2 separate regions of the Mus musculus genome follow, and region 1 is linked to region 2. Evidence: chromatin contacts called from public Hi-C data. All regions are on one chromosome and are shown on one strand. Each heading gives the region's core, a stretch centred on a gene start, on an enhancer-like site or on the middle of the called end of the contact. The rest is flanking DNA. Distances are from core to core; before and after follow the strand shown. Region 1 overlaps Dlgap2 (DLG associated protein 2). Region 2 overlaps Dlgap2 (DLG associated protein 2).

What was found. A called contact is a pair of places that touch in the nucleus more often than the background predicts.
Region 1: a Hi-C map of the C2C12 cell line shows a contact between it and region 2, with 3 times the contacts expected there. The contact joins two enhancer-like sites. A contact is called at or near these places in 5 of 484 Hi-C or Micro-C datasets (the C2C12 cell line, adipose-derived mesenchymal stem cells and embryonic fibroblasts) and 3 of 115 datasets of contacts at active chromatin or transcription factors (the NIH/3T3 cell line, embryonic fibroblasts and vascular smooth muscle cells).

Annotation. Positions count from the first base shown.
Region 1 is chr8:14,596,149-14,602,292 of GRCm38.p6, forward strand. The region is part of intron 4 of Dlgap2 (DLG associated protein 2); the gene reads left to right. Among named protein-coding and RNA genes, the nearest start is that of C030037F17Rik, 170 kb to the right of the region's middle. Within about 2 kb of position 4,568, at least 39 of the 459 cell types and tissues checked have an H3K27ac peak or open chromatin away from gene starts, as enhancers often do. A contact at or near this core is called in the C2C12 cell line, where this site is marked.
Region 2 is chr8:14,357,762-14,363,577 of GRCm38.p6, forward strand. All of the region lies in intron 3 of Dlgap2 (DLG associated protein 2), which reads left to right. Among named protein-coding and RNA genes, the nearest start is that of Gm26184, 87 kb to the left of the region's middle. Within about 2 kb of position 3,605, at least 6 of the 459 cell types and tissues checked have an H3K27ac peak or open chromatin away from gene starts, as enhancers often do. A contact at or near this core is called in the C2C12 cell line, where this site is marked.

The sequences.
Region 1 (6,144 bases), core at 3,318-5,817, 240 kb after region 2:
ACATGCTTTTTATTCCATCTGAAGTATTCACATGAGCCTGCCAGGCTTACCATAGCAGGGTGCCCCATCCCAGTGTGCCATTTCCTACCCAGAAGTGGACGATCACAGTACAGCAGTGTAGATTCCACAGAGGCCCTCATCTCAGTCTTGCCAAAGTGGAGGCTCCTATGTGCTATCATGACCATGCTCCTATGTGTTTATAGCTCCACATAGACAGCCATGCAGGGCTCATACCCCTGCTATGAGAGCTTCATGTTAGCTTCATAATGCCCATCCCCCCTCAAACAGTTTTGTTCTAAAGAGCAGATGTTGGAGGGCCAAAATGTGACTCCCAACAGGTCACACACCAGTCAACAAAAACGATCTACTTGTGGGTTCCAAGCTCTACTCCAAGACTCAGACCAGGGAGGCAAGATCTTCATTTCTGTTCCTGAAGGAAGGAGAGGCAGCATGATGAGATGAGGTGAACTGTACAGAATAAGACTCTGCTCCCTGCTGAGAGCGCACCCTCTTCTGTGGCCTTGTGTCATTAATGACATCACAGTGCACATGCACAGTATTTTGTGATCATGTCCTATTTTGTGCAATTTTATAAACACACTTGCTCCAGCTAGGCTCTGGGAACAGCAGCCGTCTGCCGGCCATCTATTTAGCTGCCCACTGGCTTGCCAACACTTTCCCCACAAAACTCTCCACTGACCATCCACCCCTGTAGCTGGCTCTGCTGACTGCCAATGACTACTGTAGCACCTCTCTCTTGCCCACTTGAATATTTGCAGATGGAAAACACCAGACAATCTTAATATTTTAAAATTAAGCCAGATGACACAACCGCTGGCCTCAGAATCTATTGTTCTGAACTCATCAGCTATTCTATATTAGAGTTCATCTGGTGGCAGAGGCCACCACCAGTTCTAATTGGCCCAAGGCCTACATGGTGTCTGTGCTTCTCCTTTCAAAGCCCGGCCCAACATCCCTTTCTCTATCTTGTCTCCTCCTCTTCCTGCTGGGACCCAGAAAACTCACCTCCATATCTTCACCCAGCGGTTAGCTTCAGTCATCTTTATTTACCCGGTCAAGAGACAATTAGGGAAACCTCCACCTACAATTTCCTTACTAGTGGATAAACATGTTGGGGGTTTTATATTAAATTCAGATTCTTGTAGAGAATTTTTGCTCATAGTGCAATCAAGTCTGGCTCCCCTGTGCAATTTCTCCTATGTGCACTCCACTGGAGAACACACAGGGCTTTAGGACATCAAGTTTTAGGTTTTAGATACCAGTCCCCACTTCCCTCTCATGCTGTTAATGTCCAGCTGCTAACCACGTATCTTCCAGAGAGTTCCAGCACCTGTCCTTTGGAAAGCCACCCTTTGGTTGGATGTGGATATGGTTGAAAGTCCGCTTTTCAGGAGCTCACAGCTGCTTGCTCTTCAGAGAGTCACTAACACTCACAGTACCTCAGTCTCCTCTTCTGAAGACTGTGTGGCTCTACCCCACTTTCTTCCTCAGGAGTTCTGAGGCTGCAACAATGTGACTCAGGAAGCAGCGGAGTGTCCTCACAGACAAGAGCTCAGTGCTCTGTTCTGAGCAGCTGATTTGAGCGTGGCGGTTCAGACTCACAGGGTATCTATCAACCTATTGTGGGAGCACCTGCTCATCTCCCGTTCACTCCCATCTGCTCTGGAATTTGATAGAGATGGTCAATACTTCAGAGGCAGAAGTAGAAGCCTGGCTTTATGGTCTGGCACTTTGCAAAGTCTGTTGTTATGGAACAATCAATCCAAACACAGTCCAGAGGCATGACTGAGTGTTGATATCCTCTCAAGGACAGGGAATCTCAGTGGAATCCAAATACTTTATTGCAACACTTCCTGAAGCTTCTGGTACCCACATCCTGGAGTACTAATACTTACACTGTCTATTTCCAGGAAGAAGTCACCACGTAGAACTTCTCTATACGGTTCTGTGTTCTCATGGCCACTGTTGCTGCTCTCTTGCTGTGCCCAGATCATAATCAGAAGTTCTCATGGGTGTGTACACATGGGAAGAAACCATGTCCATGGGATATTGGGACTTTATGTGGTTTCAGGCAACCTCTGGGGTCTCAGAAGGTGTCCTAGGTGTAACAGGGGGATACCTTGTGTTATATGACATGGTTAGAATGTTGCAGCTGTGTCCTTGGCTGGGAGGTATGTGTAGGTCCAAGCCCCTCCCCCTCCAGTGTAGAGGGTGTGGTCTTATATAGAGAGTTTATTGTCCCCTCATTTACCCTGCTGCTGCAATTTCAAGATATCTCAAAAAACAAACCATTCCACTCCACTTGAAGATGTAAGTACCTCTCCCTTCCTTGGTAATAGCTTTTCATATCTCTGCTGTTTCTTCGGGTAATTTTTTCTCTCTTTTAAACATTTAAAAATGATAAACCATCTCAATAAATAAACGGTGCATTACAACACTAGTTCTGAAATACATGTTTCTTGTTAGTAATAAAATTGCAGCTGAAACACAGAACATCGCATAAATACACTGCCATGGGATTCTTCAGTCCTTCATGTGCCTTCCTGGGTCTGTAGAAAGTGAGAGAGAGAGAGAGACAGAAGCCTTGGTAGTGGCTCCTGCATATCAAAGCCCTGTGTATTTGATGCTATTGGACTGATGTTATTTCACATGTAAGTTATTTAACTTTACTAAAGTTTTAAAAAAGTGACCATTATAATGATGCTTTTAATACCTACCTCAGAGGTTTTGTGGCTCTGGAAAGAAAACCCCTGGCTTTCTCCAAGAGTCAAAAGTACAGCCATGGAGACCAACTGTGGATTTTACAGAGCTGCAATGTCTGAGAGTCTATAAATGGTCCTACTTGGAGAATGGCTTATTGATGGAGTGGCCTGTGGACCCAGGCCTCTGACTGGCTGGAGTACTTGGCTGTCTGTGTTCAGACAATATCCACTATACTCTTTTATGCATGGAGGAGTCCCTGGAATCTTGTAGATGTTGTCGATATGCCTTTAATTATATCCTAAAATATCATCCAGGTCACCTTGATGGAAGATAATTTGAATATCAAACATGACCAGTGTTCACCCACACTCTCTAGACTTCACAGTGAGAGGTCTTGCCTGGAGAGTACTTGTCACTATGTGACAAGCTTCATCACCTATCACTTGTTTAGAGAAGGAAATGGAGATGCTGCCTCTGGGACCAAAAGCCTTCCTCATGCTCATGACTCAGAAGGCACAAACCCTGAGGCTTGCTGTCATGGGCACTCTGTACTCATGATGGGTTCAGAATCATCTGTGCAATGCTGGGATGTGATTCCTGTCACAGGGAGACTATGCAGCAGTAACATGATGCTGTACATGGATGCACAGATCAGGAAAACGTGAGACTTGATATGCTAAGTGGGTAAAGCAAAACTGGAGACCCTCCTGGGGCGAGTCACATTTATATAAAAACATAGATTACATAGACAAAAGGAGCCTGTGTTTAGTGCACCCAAAGCTAATGGGATGACTCTAAATGGTGAGATTTGAGGGAAACTTCTGCTTTTATGTTTTATTGTATGTACTAACAAAGTGGACTGTTAGCTTTTCATCACCGTGGCAAATCTTGAAAGAAACCAATTCAAAGAAGAAATGATTGACTTTGGACCACAGTTTCATAGGTTTGGTCCCAGGCCACTGGCTCTTTTGTTATGAGCTGAGTTGATCCAGAGAATCATGGAGTATATGTCAGAGGCAGCTCCTCACTCCAAGGTAGGCAGGGAGCAGGGAGAGACAGGACAGGACAAGGGACATAACCTATTTCTTTTTTTTTTAATTGGTATTTTCTTTATTTATATTTCAAATGTTATCCCCTTTCCTGTTTCCCCTCCAAAAAACACCCTCCCCTATCCCGCTGGTCCCCTGCTCACCAACCCACCCACTCCTGCTTCCTGGCCCTGGCATTCCCCCACACTGGGGAACAGAGCCTTCATAGGATCAAGGACCTCTTCTCCCATTGGTGTCTGACGAGGCCATCGTCTGAAACATGGCCTCCGAATGAGCTACCTCCACTTACCTCAGTGTTTGCCAAATGATGAGGTCCAAGGCCTGTGATCTTTCTAATCACCTATCCAGGGTTGAATCCACCCTCTGAGAACTAGCTCCCCCAACATGTGAGGCTTCGTGGTAATGGTTTATAGCCAAGACTTAGCATTTATTGTAAAAGCACTGTGTTATGGGCAAGCAAAGTCGTCCAGGTAAGATGCGTAGACTTGTGCACCTGTCTGAAACTCCTCCAGAGTCCCTGATTTCCTCCACAAAGTCCAGCCTATTGGGAGCTCAGTCATCCTTCGTCTTCTCCTCACACAAGGCTGCTTGTTCACAGCAGGGCACATAAGGAGGCACATAAAAAAGTGGTGCTTGGCTGCCTTTGCCTCTTTTTTTTCCCCTTTAGGATTTAGCCCATGAGATGGTACTGCTCAAATCCGGGACAAGTGCCAACTCCGTTAATCATCTGGAGAGGTACTTTCATACTCAAAGGCATGATTCAGTGATGAACTAGACGTTTCTTAAGCCAATCAAGTTTGACATCCAAAACAAACTATCGTGTGGTCCTATGTCAGTGTAGTGGTATGCAGCCCAAGGCTATGGTTATAGCATAGCTCAACAAACCAGGTATCCCTGTTAGTTTGCTAGCATGTTCCACTGACTTCCAAGCCCACCATGGCCTAGTGACAATATGGCTCACGCTCTTGATTTCTTCCAAGCGTTCCCTGAAGACCTTCTCCGGAGAACTGGACTTATAGTCATTGTTCGAACATTTGCCTACTGGCAATGTTACAGACAGCAATAAAACAAAGAATCTTTTCCTAGATTTTGAAGCCAGATTAAGTTCAAAATATCAACCTTTCTTCTAGGGAAGTAGGGCAGGGCTACCTTTTACATCAAAAGGCCCACAAGAGTTAAAAAGATCCTCAGATAACTTCCCTAAAAGGCCTCAAGAAAAACAAGGCAGCCATCCAAAACCATAGGGGTTGGAGCATAGATCTCAGAGGCTGTGCAACTAGGGTTCATGGGCTCTAGTGTCTCTGCCCTGCTCTGGCCAAGAGTTGACCCAAGATTACTCCTTCCTCCTTATCTTTTCTGAGATACACCTTGAAGCTCCCACAGGAATAGGAACCAAAAGGACAAAGCCAGCTGCCAGGAGATGGTAGGGACTAAGACAGTTTCATCCATGGCATACTAACAAATGTGATAGAGGGTAGAAGATGGCCAGAAGATGGCCCAATTCCTGGTCCTTGGGATGAGGAAGCAGCCTAATTTTGGGATGACTTTCTGTTCAACCTCCCCTCATTCCCCACTCCTTAGTCAGCAAACTCGCTGAGCAATGGCTTGGCACAGGATGAGGCTGTGCAGCTAACAGCTGGAGCGTGCGAGGCAGAGAGAATACAGATCTTAGACTCCAGTGAAAGAAGCAAAATTATCCCTCCATCACATTCATCCTGTCTGTAGATTCCGGTCCGGTGACATTGATGAAAATGAGCCGTGTGAAATGAACACGGTATCCCCAGAGAAAGTCGATGCAGGCGCTTGTGGGTTAGGGCCTGAGGATAAGTCACCTTAATGTCAGGCTTGGTCCTTTAGACTCAGTGTTCAGGTGTGGACACCAGGGTTCTCAGAACGTGGGAAGTGTTCAGTCCTCAGGGAAGTCATGATCACCCGTGGTTGTCTTTTGGGGAGCCAGATGTCATCTTGCCAGGCTAGTCTATGTCAAATCTACATGCCATCAATCGCCTAGACCTCCAGACTCACTGTTTCCTTTTCCCAGAGGGTGCTCCCTAGCTTATTATTATTAGACTGATTTCTGTGACCACGGTGAGCCCTGTACCACACAGTTACTGTCACTCCTCCTGTTATTGGTAGTAATGAGGCCACCACAGTAGTGACAGTAAGTACCCCTGCCTCCAGCTGCCGTGATACTCAGGTTTCCGCAGAAAGCGCTCTTTATGAGAGCTCATGCATTTTCCAAAATAGCTAAAAGAAAAAACTCTACCCTTTGACCGAATGCTGCTCTCAGAGCCTAAGACATCAGCTCTTCCAATGACTCTCAAAGCAATTCCAGAGGTGACAGGATGTCCCCACCTGCCCAGCCCCTGTC
Region 2 (5,816 bases), core at 2,355-4,854:
ATGATACAGATGTCTCCTCTCTTAACCATGGAGCTGTGTCTTTTCTGCCACCCCAGTGGAAGCTCTTCAGGGTCTCAGCTGGGTTCTTCTGTCAGAAACGCGATCAAATAGTTTCTGCCTTTTGTTCTCTGGGGCTCTAGGTAACCCTAGACCTCTCTGAGTATTCACTGTTGAAGTAACTTTGTCCCCTAGATGGAGCCGTGCACCCGCATTGCAAGGCAGAGACAGATGTTTTGCTGGGGCAAAAGAAGTATGTAGTCCTGCTCTGCCTTGGAGTGGAAAATCCTTCACTATCTGCAGGGCTGCAGGGAGCTGGCACCAGCTTTCTCATGGGGGCTGATCAAGTATACAGGGATACAAAGATAGGAGCTCTCACTGCCTCAAAACAGGGACAACATCAGTCTAGAGTGTGGTCTGTCTCAAGGTCACAGCTCCCATGGAAGAAAATCCATATCATGACTTCTGTAGATCTGAGGACAGCTCCTAGAGGTATCATGAAAGACATACTGGCACAGGGCCTTCACAGAATGTAATTTTTGATACTTTAATATTTAGCAAAAAAAAAGGAGAGAATTGTTTATATCTTGTAAACATGAACTGTCAAAGGACAGCTTCAGGCTTGTCACCCTTTTCTCAAGGGCTATGTAGCTGGTGGGAGGAAAGGCATGAGTCTGAGCTCAGGGGAGTAGGGCTGTGTCTGTGGAGGCGTTTACTGTGACATCCCCAGGTGGGGTCCCCAGTAGGTGAAGGCTGAGAGTGTGTGCAGCCTTAGTTCACATGTAGGCAGGGGCTGGATACAGAAGCAAGCCTGTGCCTTCACGATAGCACATACACACACACACACACACACACACACATACATATGTACATACATACACACATACATACATTTGTACATATGCATACACACACATATACATATGTACATATATACACACATTATATACAGAAGATACATATACATACACATATACATATACAGAAGCGAAGTTCAGAAAGAAGCAAAGTAATGGGAATTCTGACTGAGAGGCCAGACAACAGTTGGGCCATCTCTCCAGGATCTTGAAAACTTGCAAGTGCTCTCCTGGATTGATAAAGGCCAAAATACAAGTGGTGGCTATCATGAACCTGGGGAGAGTTGGTATCTGGAAAGCTGTGGGTGCTGAAGGCCATGGGGGGGGGTTCAGACTGTAACCCCACTGTGACTGCATACCTGCTGATAAGGCCCATGAGGAAGAGGCTGGTGAAGCGACTGCCACCAGTGGAAAGTCGGTGCTATACCTTGTGGGTGTAGCTGATCCCCAGGAAGTGACAGTGAATGGAAAATACCTGATTAGTGGCAGAGAGAAGGAAGGCCAGGAGTGCCACAATAGAGGAAGGGATGGAGCAGAACAGGTAAGACCCTCAGATGACCGTGACTGGCTTGAGTGGATTGAGATCAGTTGTGAGTAGAAGGATGGTTAGTGTGTTGGGTTGTTGTTTTAGTGTTCTTCTGTGAACAGACACCATGACAGGGGCTACTCTTATAAGGACAACATTTAATTGGGGCTGACTTGCAGGTTCAGAGGTTCAGTCAATTATCATTGAGGCAGGAGCATGGCAGCATCCAGGCAGGCATGGGGCTGGAGGAGCTGAGAGTCCTACCTCTTGTTGCGAAGGCAAACAGCAAAAGACTGGCTTTCAGGCATCTAGGATGAGGGTCTTAAAGCCCACCCCCACAGTGACACACTTCTTCCAACAAGGCCACATGTGCTAACAATGCCACTCCCTGGGCCAAGCATATTCTAACCACCACAGTTGCCAATGGTGAGTTAAGCAAGCCTCCGTGTGGGCACCTATTACCTGTGTTTTGGGTACCTAGAAGAAGAAATGCCTCTTGGCCTCTTTTTAGGAAGCTATAGTATAGAATAGTAGAGTATAAAATAGGAAGGAGGTAGACTTAAGGCCTGCTTCGGTGACAAGTCAGAGAAGATAAGTGTAGAAGAAGAAGGCCGGAGTTTAGCTGGAGGAGAGCTACGTAAAGTGTAACTACTGGTGGTAGGTCTCACAGTGTCTGTGCAGTCTGGGGGCTTTTCTGGAGGAAGGAGGCAGCCCACAAACATCTTTCAGCATAGAGGCCCATTGTTCCTTGGGTGACCGTGTGCAGGCCCTGTTCTGCTGGTTCAACTCCAGAGAAAGGACTCAACACTCCACTCCTTCCTCCTCCCTCACACAGCCCTGAGCGGGGATGAGGCTGTTGCGCTGTGAGAAGTATCCTAAGGGGTCTCCCTGCCATGGGACACCTGTCACTCATACAAGTGAGGGATATGTGCAAGTCTGCAAAGGACAGGGTCCATGTACAGGAATCCTCCCCAGGCAGTGCTCCATCAAACTCTGATTGCGAGGTTCACGTAGCAAACCAGTCCCTACTCTGTACCAACTGTATTGTACTGGGTGTTTGAAGCTGGAGAATGGCACCCAGTTCATGGGGACGGGAGGGGACCTAGCTCACAGTGAGGGCACAGGACACAGTTCGCAGTGAAGTCTCTCATAGTGCACAGCGAGGAGATGGAACATCGTAGGCAACAGACACAGGACAGCTCAGCTCATGGTGACAGAGAGTCAGCTCAAAGTTGAGTCTCCAGCTGTGCCCAGGAGGAGCTAAGACTAGGCAGACTGACTGCATTGTGTTTGCAAAAACTGTCAAAAGTTCCTCAGCAAGTGAAGGGAGATTGCTGTATGGCAGAGAAACTTTCAGAGATACCAGCTCTTCGGGTGTCTCAAATTGTATGTCCCACCCCAGTTTTTAAAATGTACATATTTATTATTTTATGGATTTCTCTAAAACTCTTAGTGTATCATGTGATACAAGGCCGTCATACACAGTTGCCATACAGGTGACGTGTGCCATTGAGCTACTGTTTCAAAAGTGTGGCTCTGTGCGTATGGTTTGCCCGCCCTGGCTGTTATCCTTGTGTGTAGACTGAGTGTTTGATTTGCAAATGTGTGCTTGGTTATTAGGTCTACATTATCAGGTCAAGTAGCCTGGGTGGTGCTCTGTGCTAGTTTTCTATCTCTTAAATACCATTTTAACCATAAATAAATGCTATTTTAGTAATTGTTTTTTAAAAAAGATTTATTTATTATTATATGTAAGTACACTGTAGCTGTCTTCAGACACACCAGAAGAGGGCATCAGATCTCATTACGGATGGTTGTGAGCCACCATGTGGTTGCTGGGATTTGAACTCAGGACCTTCAGCAGTCAGTGCTCTTAACTGCTGAGCCATCTCTCCAGCCCTATTTTAGTAATTGTTAGACTGTTTCCAGATTTACATTTCTTTCACTTCGACATTCAGAACTTACCCTCAGGAGGTCAGGCTCTCTGGGGGATTTCAGAACACAGGATTTTTGTCTGTTGGGATCATGGCCCCCAATTCCAGAACTCTGCTAATCTTCCTCTCCTGCTCTGGCTCCAGGTCTCAGTTCTTACTCTTAAGCTCAAGTAGACTTGAACTGTCGTGCCACATCACTAAAACCCAGCATCGGTCAGGTGGAGCACACACCATCAGCACTGCTCTCTGTGCCTCCCTCTCTGCCTCAGTCACAGCTGACCCTGTCCATCACTGTGCAGTATCTGCCCGGTCATCACCCATACGCCTGGTCTGGCTACCGTGTGGGTGACTTGGGATGCTTCCTTGGCCCATATCTTAACTCAGCAGTGAGCTTTTCCTCATCTTTGCAACCCGCTTCCTTGCTTCACCTGCTCCCCCCTTCCCCATTCTCCCTCCTAATCTTCCTTTTCATTCCTGAGATCCCATCTCTGTGGCTAGCTCTGCTCTATGATCCTGCCCTTAGGGTCACCAGTGGCCTCCCATGTAAAACCAGAGTAGTTCTGGAATGTAATACTGTCCAGTTGTTTGATACAGCTACAGCTACTCCTTGACCTTCAGGCCCTTCTGTGCGCCACACTTCTATGGTCATTTCTTGCTACCTAACCTCCCTTGAGGTCATTTCACCTAGCTGTCACTGGTGAGATGAGCCCCAGGCCAAGGCTTTAAATAACTGTTCATCTCTGCCCATCCCTCGCTCCAAACTCCTCTCCATAGGGTCCTCCCTAATTCCTCTGGATGCATGGGAGGCAGACCATACTCAGCTGGCCCAAGCTGGAGTCTGCTTTGGGTCCCCTGCTGCTCTCCCCCAGGCTTAGTAACTGAGCACAGTTTGCTGGGTACCACATAGCCCACGCCTTGTCTTCCCACAAATCCTGCAGGGCCTTCTTTAAACACATCATAAGCTAAGTAAGTACTGCTGTCGGCTGTGACAGGATCCAGCTTCAGGCTGAACTGTGCGTCTCACTAGGATCTCCTAGTCTCTGTCTGCTGTGGGTCATACTCTCCTATTTAGCCCTTCCTATCTTTTCCCAACCAGCAACAGCTCCAAGTACCCTGTGAGGACATGACGTATCTCATGTCACTCCTAAGAACCAAACATAGAGGCACCTTCTTTTCCAAACCATCTTACTGTTTTGAAACTAGGACTCACAGTGGTACCTGCTGAATCTTCTTCGGCTAACTGCCTTTCTTGGTCCTGTGCTCAGTGACGGAGACTGTCTGCTCCTGGCTGTGTCAGTGGAGCTCAGTCCAGGGCTTCTTCAGAACTTGGCACCTGCCTGGGTTCACCTGCTCTATAAGAACCCTGTCCTGATTCAACATAAGACCAGAGACACTGAAACTTATGGAGGAAAAAGTGGGGAAGAGCCTCAAACACAGGGGCACAGGGAAAAAATGTCCTGAACAGAACACCAATGGCTTATGCTCTAAGATCAAGAATCAACAAATGGGACCTCATAAAATTGCAAAGCTTCTGTAAGGCAAAGGACACTGTCAATAGGACAAAATGTCAACCAACAGATTAGGAAAAGATCTTTACCAATCCTACATCCAGTAGAGGGCTAATATCCAATATATACAAAGAACTCAAGAAGGTAGGCTTCAGAGAACCAAATAACCCTATTAAAAATGTGGTACAGAGCTAAAAAAAAGAATTTTCAACTGAGGAATATCTAATGGCTGAGAAGCAGCTAAAGAAATGTTCAACATCCTTAGTCATCACAGAAATGCAAATCAAAACAATCCTGAGATTCCACCTCATACTAGTCAGAATGACTAAAATCAAAAACTCAGGACAGCATATACTGGCGAGGATGTGGAGAAAGAGGAACACTCCTCCATTGTTGGTGGGATTGCAGGCTTGTACAACCACTCTGGAAATCAGTCTGGCAGTTCCTCAGAAAATTGGACATAGTACTACCTGAGGACTCAGCTATACCACTCTTGGGCATATACCCAGAAGATGTTCCAAGATGTAATAAGAATACATGCTCCACTATGTTAACAACAGCCTTATTTATAATAGCCAGAAGCTGGAAAGAACCCAGATGTTCTTCAACAGAGGAATGGCTACAGAAAATGTAGTACATTTACACAATGGAATACTATTTAGCTATTAAAATGGTGGTGCATACCTTTAATCCCAGTACTTCAGAGGCAGAGGCAGGTGGATTTCTGGGTTTGAGGCCAGTGTAGTCTACAGAGGGAGTTCCAGGACAGCCAGGGCTACACAGAGAAACCCTGTCTCTAACCCACCCCCCCAATGATGAATTCATGAAATTCTTAGGTAAATGAATGGAACTAGAAAATATTATCCTGAGTGAGGTAACCCAATCACAAAAGAACACACATGATATGCACTCACAGATAAGTGGATATTAGCCCAAAAGCTCTAAATAAACCAAGATACAATTCACAGACCATATGAAGCTCAAGAAGAAGGAA